Linked DNA regions of Gasterosteus aculeatus: region 1 is linked to region 2. A link is a contact called in public Hi-C data. All regions are on one chromosome and are shown on one strand. The core of a region is the stretch at or near the end of the contact, and the rest is flanking DNA. Distances in the headings are between cores, read along the strand shown.

What was found. A called contact is a pair of places that touch in the nucleus more often than the background predicts.
Region 1: a Hi-C map of skeletal muscle shows a contact between it and region 2, with 9 times the contacts expected there. The contact joins the enhancer-like site here to the promoter of pcdh10b in region 2. A contact is called at or near these places in 3 of 6 Hi-C or Micro-C datasets (skeletal muscle and tail fin).

Annotation. Positions count from the first base shown.
Region 1 is chr4:20,066,504-20,071,073 of fGasAcu3.hap1.1, forward strand. No RefSeq gene overlaps it. Among protein-coding and RNA genes, the nearest start is that of LOC144406342, 11 kb to the left of the region's middle. Within about 2 kb of position 2,663, at least 2 of the 9 cell types and tissues checked have open chromatin away from gene starts, as enhancers often do.
Region 2 is chr4:19,431,801-19,436,183 of fGasAcu3.hap1.1, forward strand. It overlaps pcdh10b (protocadherin 10b), which reads left to right and starts at 2,870. Exons shown (of 5, transcript XM_040174394.2): 1 at 2,870-4,383. The coding sequence starts at 3,385.

The DNA of each region.
Region 1 (4,570 bases), core at 1,413-3,912, 630 kb after region 2:
TTTTCTATATCTTAGGTTTTTATTGTCGAGGGTTGAACTGTAGAGGCGGCGACTAAGTGGTGTGGTTCAGGGTTTCATAACTATCAGATCAACTCAACCGGTTCCGCAAAACATCAATATAATTAGTACGGCTCTTCTTCATGGGAATGTGATGTGCTGTGTGGACGAAAGGGGGAGGATATCAACAGCATGACGTACTGCATCACTGAATATATAAAACTCTGAACAAATCGCCGTACCATCCAGGACTGTACGCTGCTTCAAAAATAACAAGCTATGGATCACTAGTGACCTGAAAGCTCTTTTTAATGAGAAGAAGGCAGCTCTTAGATCTGGAGACACAGATGAGTCCAGCAAGACTCAAGGGTTAAGCTCGGTGACTCCAACATCTCCTACAGGAATCTGGAAATCAAACTCGAGCAGAACAACGTAAGGGAGGTGTGGGTTGGGATGAATCAAATAACTGGCTTCAAGGTTGAAGTGAAGCAACAGGGGGGCTCCCGTCAGATGGTCAATGAGCTAAACTGTTTCTTCAATAGGTTTAGTTCAAAGTCCTCGGCTGTCTCCACCCACACATCACACCTCCAACCCTGTCCCCCCTGGTGAGCGGCACAAACACAAGACCACCAACCTCCGCCTTGGTTGCAGGCAAGATCTACCTACTTAAGGCTTTTTATTTGGCCTGATTGGAACGGAATGAAATCAACACCCGTCAAGCTTTGAAATTGTGACCAAGAACGCACAAGAATTACTTAATAAGGAAATGATTTGTTAACTGCACACAAAATGAACAAAAAAAAAACACCAGTTTCTATCATCAGGCTGAATGAACTAACAATATTAACTGTTAACTGTGTATTTATCAACTTAAGCTGCTGTCATTTTGATTGACCAGAGCGTTCCATATCAGTGCGCAATGTAATCAGCTATAGTACATCATGGTCGTACACGCCGTGACTCCTCTCTGTGTTATATATATATATATATATATATATATATATATATAAATAAATAAATAAGCACTAAACTCAATCACGTGGATGTAGCAACAGTGGACAAAACAGAATGGACACATCGAAATTTTTTGACGTTGGTCTTCCATAAGGAAACATTTCAGAAGACACTGCAGAAAATGTTCCAGAATGATAAACAAGGCGTTTATGACTTCTATTTTTTTATTTTGGAGATCGACCAGGAAAGTCTCAGAGATCGTCGATCACGATCAACAGGTTTGCGACCACTGCTCTACAAGGGCTCTCCCACCCTCCCGCCCTCTCTGACGGGTGTCTCCATCGACAACAGACTGAACTGGAAGGCCGACATCAACGCTGTGTACAAGAAGAGGATAAGTCAACTCTCTTTCTTGAGGAAACTTCGATCCTTTAATGTGTGCAGCAAGATGTTGGAGATGTTCTACCAGTCTGTTGTGGCCAGTGCTCTGCCATTATCTGCTGGGGAAGCAGAATTCATCAGACTCAAGAAACTGGTGGAGAAGGTCGGCTCGGACGGACATTCATATTATTATTGTTCCTCATGCATCAGAACATAAGCAGGCTTTTGTTTGCAGTACAGCTAAAGATTCTATACCGGAATAATCCCTCCAGCCTTCATCCTCCAATAACAAGTATGAAGTCTGTTTTGAGAGCACACACAGAACCAGGAATGAAATATTGGAGAAAAAAGTATAAAATATGTTGAGTTGAGACAGCAGAAGGGAAGACAACAATCTGCTTGGAATTCAGGTTCAGATTAATCATTTTCCAGACGAGATTAGAAATGATATTAGACACGCAAGAATCCCAAGAGGTAGCGCTGATTTTCCACATGCGCTTCAATCTTTGAGCCTTTGTTTCCCAGCCTCATTAGAAGCACGGTTTTACATCAGCTGCTTATTGGTGAGAATCAAAGCCAAATCTGTACCTCTGCTTCTTTCATGTTTGTCCCTTTAGTCCCACTTCTCCCCCCTCCTTCCTCCCTCTGTCTCTCCAAAGGATGGTAAGAATTTAATGACAGCTGAAAGGATTTCAGAGATTTAATAGGAAATTGCAACTGTCACTCAAAGCATCTGGGATTATCTGGCAGAAGAAAAAAAATGAGAAGAGCATAACATACAAAAGGAGAGGAGGAAGGAAAGGAGCCCTGTTTTGTTCAAACAAAGAAATGTATGTACTGTATTCTGCTTTCTATAGCATGCAGACTTCACTTGAGGAAGCAGCCATCAATGCACACACACACACACAGCCCATTGATTTAGCCCGTAGATTACGGTGTCTCTCTAAAAATTCACCAGATTCATTCTGGAGAGATATTTCCATATTATGAATATAATGTTCCTTATTCTAAGAATCCCAATGGACCGCTACATTTTCTATTAAATGTTAGTTACTGGATGAGGACTGGATCGAGCCCGACAGCCGGCACGCTCTGATCATTAGGCCAAAACAGCCAGCCTCCCGTGGAGAGTTATGTTTACCATCATCACAGCAACAAGCACACATACTGCGATTATTTCCATGGAGACCCATGCCATGGGCCGACAACAACGGCACACTGTGGAAATTGCTACTGAAAATGAAGGTAAACAGGAGTCATAGGTTGATACATTTCCTAAAAAATGCAACATGTTGGGTGAGTCCGATCTAAAGAGGGATGTTGGTCTGTGTGGGCATAAGGCCCATCGGGCGGGGGTCAGTATCTGTTCACACCTCAGTCACTGGACTACGGTAGGGTCATTGAGCCTTTTTACAGAGAAGCGCACTGCCAGCCTCACACACAGTGTGCTACTGCCACCTACTGGACCAACGTAGAAGACAGGCACCCACACACCTCAATGCTTTCTGTAGGGGTGAACCTTATAAAAGAGGGACATATATATATATATATATATAACATTTACTGGCTATTGTATTTCATGAACAACTGCTGAGCTCATTCATTCTCTTTGCAATACCTTTTTTACCACGTTGGCAGGAGGAGCAGCATGAAGGCTGGGTAGGACTATGTTTCACAAAACAACACTACATGGGCCGATTCCATAACCCTAACCCGCATTTATGAAACATTTGACGCATACTGAGGTCTTAATGTAGGATTTATACATCTTGTTACTCACTGAGGGACCCAGTACTCTATTCTTTCTTTGTTGTATCATTCTATCAGATTAAACTATTGTACATGTCTTGTGGATCTCATATTTCCCCAAAATTCAGTATAAAGTATTTGGTTTTGTTGATTGTTTTGGGATCGCCAATAAAACGTTTTAATAAGATTTAGTTGCATAGCAGTATCAAACAATTGGACCCATGGACCCAGTGACCTGCTCCTTGTGATAGTTGTTTTCCTTTTTATTGTCTAGTCATTTTGTGATGTAATCATGTATACTGTGTGTTGTCTATGCAGTAAAATATCTTGTGACATTTAGAACGTCGGTTTTTTAATTAGTAAAATATCTGACAAAATGTATATGGTGCCTAAAATTGTTGAATCTTTTTTTCCTTTCTCTTTACATCGTTTCCCTACTGTAAACACCAGGAGGCAGCATTGATTGATTGATTGATTCACTCACAGGTGAAGGGCAGAACAATAGAGATACAAATCTGGTGCGCATTAACACAGTTACAAACTGAGGTTTTGCGCACGCACAATATTTTATTGTACAAGGACCGTCATGTTCTTTATCGTGAAACATACATCTGATCATCATGAGACGCCGGACATACACGTCACACAGATTTTATATCCTGAATGGTCATCTTATCTCAGCTATCATGTCATACACACTACTAATTGAACAAATGATACGGACGTAGTTGTTTTGTCTAAACCCCCTTCTTATCATGACCTGACATTATTGCAGTTTTTCCAACACAGACTATTGGATATTAAATTGTACAAAAAGACACATATCCTTTCTGTCTTTATAACACAAAATGCTGCAAATGAGAATTAAATGCAACAGAATATTATTGATTTAGTAATGATAGCAGATGTTCATACATGCATTTTAATTGACTGTAGCTTGCATTCGGGATAGGAACATAAGTAACGTAAGTGTAATTATGGAATATGGTTAGAACAGTGCCATCTGATAGTCTGATCATCTTAAATAATTAAGATTTATTAAAACAAAAAGGAAGACATTTGAATAGTTAAGATTATGCTAATGCTTATACTGATAATAGGTAGGGCTGTCAATAGATTTAAAAAATTAACTAATTAATAGCACATTTAGAAATTCATTAACAGGGATTAAAAGTTAGTTTTTCTACATAGATGGAAGAATTCCTTTGCACAGTTCTCTGCTGTATGTCGCGCTTTGTTTGTTTTACTTGCAATACTCAAAGCTCTCTCCATCTTTAGCTATCGTCTTGCTCTCTCCTGTCTAACTGACTGCAGCTAGCGGCGGCTTTGTTGACCCCGGAAGGCAGGAAGTAAAGTTGTGTTAACGTAGTAAAAAAATGTTATCGCATTCATCTCCACATTAATCGCATAGATTAACGTGATAACTTTGACAGCTATTAGTCATTGAACCACACAAGTCTGCCTTTGGTTCCTTTCCTCATCTCAGACA
Region 2 (4,383 bases), core at 1,620-4,119:
AGCTGCAGACGATGGTGTCAGTCGGCAGCAACAACATGCTGCCGAGGGTCTTTGATCCACTTTTCAGTCACTGAGAACAGGTAGCCAGACAAAGTGTGAATTACTTTGTCCCTCTTTACACTCTTTATTTATTTAAGTGAGATTATGTAATCATATTCAGCAAAGAGTATACAAACACATCAAAATCATTAAGATCGCTGATCACTGACATTTCTATGAATATGAAAAAATATAATTTTATGTAGTATAAAGAAATAATCCAACCTGAATATGTTATGGTCTTGACCATTGCAATGATCAGAATGGTTGGTTACTCGTTGAAGTGAAAAACATTATTAATATGTAATACTTCCACAACCCTTTCAGTGAAGTATTTTGTCTGAATATAAGAGCTTTTTCAAAATGTGACACAACAGTGTCGGCTGTTATCACCTTGCTTCTCCTGTCTCAGAATGTTGTGCACCATATGATCGGACGTGCATTGATGAACCTCGACGTACTTGTGAGCGGGGATGAGCTGTCATGAGACACCTTGTAGCTCACCAACTGTCAGAACAAGTCAGAACAAGACAGAACCCGGATGTACCGCTACCATCCGTGGGTTTCAATGTAAGATCTTCACTGACAGTTTGCAGCGCAGAGAGGCTTCGTGCAGACCTGCTTGTCCCTTATGGTGCCCATAGAGGTTTGTCCTCCCCAACACCTAGACGTGACACCACATTAGAGACTCCACTCTTGTGCTAATTGATGCTGCGCTTGTTAAAGCTAACGGGGGAAGCGGCGCTTGGTTTCCGATTAGACGGTGCTCTCCGGTCCCTGTAGCTCTATAACACTTGATGATTACATGCTGCTTTCTGCTGCTCTAATTACCTTCTGAATGGGACTGCTGTAGGGCACCTTTTTCATTTTTTTCATCTCTCTTGCCGCTACAATGTGTGGGAAACGTTGGGATGAACGAGACGTTATTTTTACCCACAAAAGGTAGCAATTGCCGGTGTGTGTATACTCTGTATTTTCAGCATTTAAAATGACTCGAGAATAAGAAGTCCTGGCTGTAAATCCAGATGAGAAGGCGGAGTGCTGCCGTGTCAGTGTGGGTGAGCAGGGGAGTGACTGAAATCACATTCACGTAGTTAAATCAGTGATCGTTGGGTGTCTCTCTCTCTCTGAGCCGACAGTGATGCATGTCCGACCGCACCGCTGGCTGCAGCTTGATTTAGGAGAGTCTCTTCTCGTAGCCACTACATCTCTCTCTCCCACAGTGGCCTGTACGGTGATGTATCTGACAGTTTGCAGACATGCACTTATGCTGCCACTTGTGTGTGTGGGAGGGGGTGCGTGTGCGTGCACGTGTTAGTCAGTGTGGATGTGGACGTGCAGCAGTGCAGAGGTTCACTAGGGGGAGCACTTGCTCTACTGCTCACCTCCTTCACTCCTCTGATCTCACACACTGAACACTAAAGGCTCCAGAGATTTCCTGTTATGACCAAGGTCAGGTTCACTTTTACAACTGGAATGAGGGGTGGGAGGGGGGTATTTATGAAGACCGGAAATAATTAAAACTTCAATTAAAAAGCCCCTGTGGTGTACGGTGTGGCTGACCGCTGTGGTTTACGAGTCGGGTACATGAACGCGTGTCCTGCTTGGGGAAAGAGTCCAGATCTAGATCACTGAGAAACACTCGCCGGAAGTAGGGTTCATCAAAGGCCACTTTACAAAAATGGATCTACAAGCCAGTAGACTGGCAAAAAGAGCAGAAAAATAAGGGGAGCCTTACTTCTTCTGCAAAATTCAAAGTATCCATATTATCAGGATTCAGAATCAGTCATTTTTTGTCTGTAGTTATAGTTTTGTATAACTTGTTTCTCTGTTTGTGACGAACTCATTACAAATAACTGTGTGTGACTGTGCCTTTTGAAGCCATGTGCACTTCCTTCCTTTGTGTAATACTAATGATCTAAAAGAGGAGGCGGAAGAGCATGCCTTCATGTTTCCTGCTCCAGTCGCTTGGAACCGTCTAAATGGAATTCTTTGAGCCTGAGAGTACACAATTCAGTTCCACCGAATGTTTTCCATTTTGGAGTCGATTTTGTTTTGTCTTCTCAATTGTTTTACACATTTGTAATGTGTTGTGTTTGTTGGTGTCACTCATCCTCAGAGTGTGTTTATGGAAATGCTCGTCCCCTGTTTTTTCTTTACCTCGCGGACCGGTCCACTGGACGATGACTGGTTCACTCCGGCTCTGAATCTCACTCTGGCCTGCTGGCGCCCCGCTAGGGGTCGCATGAGGTCCGCGCATCAGGGCCCGTCGCCCCATCCTCTCCAGACGCGCTGCCTGTGTGGCTGGCTGGAGGACAGTTAATATCCTTTCAACCACGGGCTGTAATTATAACGCGCTGCCTTAAGAAACCGCGCTCGAACCGGGGATGATTGTCTACATACATATCGCAGCATTTGCATGCATTACCCCGGTCTGTCCTCAGGCTCTCAAGGGCCCCGGACACCAAGTCCTCCACCAGCGCTCATCACACAGTGGTTCATTGGGGGGGCAGGTGTGCGTGCGCGTGCGTGTTGGAGAGGAGTGGGGAGAATTCTAGCCTTGGCGTCCTCCGTCCCCTCTCCACTTCGGCGTTATACTGAAAGAGAAGCCACCAGGAGCAAAGCGTTGGAAAGGTAGAGCGAGATAGAGCTGCAGGGAGGGAGGGGGGGGGGGCGTGGACCGGCAACCCGGCTATCCAATCAGGAGAGAGCTGTCAGCGTGATTTACAGCCACAGGGGCTGAGATGGGGGCGGTACGATGGAAGGGAGGGTGGGCGGAGGGTTGCTGGGGGGGGAGGAGGGGTGTCAAAGAGGAGGGAAAAAAAGCAAAGAGTTGAGTGAACAGCGTCAGTAGAGAGTAGAGTGGAGTGGAGGGGACCGCAGTGAGTAAAACAGGGTGGCAGGAGGACAGACACCCAGCCCGACAGCGAGAGGACAAGTCGGGCATGTACCGTCAGATCACAGGGACAATCACAGAAAGCCAAACCGACCTCTTGTTGTTTTTATGTGGATACCTGTTTCCTCGTTTCCCAAACGCGCTCCGGACTGGTTCCATCACACGGCGCTTCATTGGAATGCGCGCAGCAGCTTCTTCGGACACTCGGAAGCGGGACAACGGAGAACAGACAGAAAAAGAGACTCTGCGGTGTTCAAAACTCAAACAGAAACGCTTTTTTTAATGGGACAGCCTTTTCCGGACGTTTTATAAGTTTCTGGAGATTTTTACGCATTTTTGGAGACTTTGCCTGCCTGAGGAAATGGGTGATGGGACCGGATATTTTGCCTAATAACAGAGGATACCGCAGTCTATAAAATCCTCTACCAAAGTGCACTTGTTTTCCTGCGATGATTGCGCTTGTGATTGTCCTGTGCATTGCGCATGGAGTGCTCTCTCAGATCCGTTACTCTGTGCCGGAGGAGGCGGACCATGGCACCTTGGTGGGGAATATTGCCGAGGACCTGGGGCTGGACCTCACCAAACTGGCCTCCCGCCGTTTCCAGGTGGTGCCCAGCTCTCGCACGCCGTATCTGGAAGTGAACCTGGAGAACGGTGTCCTGTTCGTGAGCGAAAAAATCGACCGGGAGCAGATCTGTAGGCAGAGTCCTAGCTGCCAGCTCAACATGGAAGTGTTCTTGGAAAACCCGCTGGAGCTGTTTCGGGTGGAGATCGAGGTGGTGGACATTAACGACAATCCGCCCAGCTTCCCGGAGACGGACATCACGGTGGAGATCTCAGAGAGTGCCACTCCGGGCACCCGTTTCCCCCTGGAGAGCGCGTTCGACCCGGACGTGGGCTCGAACGCGCTGCGCACTTACGATATCACCACCAACAACTACTTTTACCTGGATGTGCAGACCCAAACGGACGGAAACAAGTTCGCCGAGCTCGTCCTGGAGAAGCCACTGGACCGGGAGCAGCAGGCGGCGCACAGGTACGTGCTGACCGCGGTGGACGGCGGTCAGCCTCCCCGGACCGGCACCGCGCTGCTGGTGGTCAAAGTGCTGGACTCCAATGATAACGTGCCGGTGTTTGACCAGGCCGTCTACACGGTGAGCCTCTCGGAGAACGCGCCGGTGGGCATGCTGGTCCTACAGCTGAACGCCACCGACCTGGACGAGGGACTGAACGGGGAGATCGTTTACTCCTTCAGTAACCACATATCCAATCGCGTAAAGGATCTGTTCAGTATTGACCCGCGCACCGGCCGCATCGAGGTGCGCGCAGAGGTGGACTTCGAGGAGAGCAGCCTCTATCAGATCTTCGTACAGGCCAAGGATATGGGGCCGAACGCAGTGGCCGCTCACTGCAAAGTGCTGGTCAAAGTCACCGACCTGAATGACAAC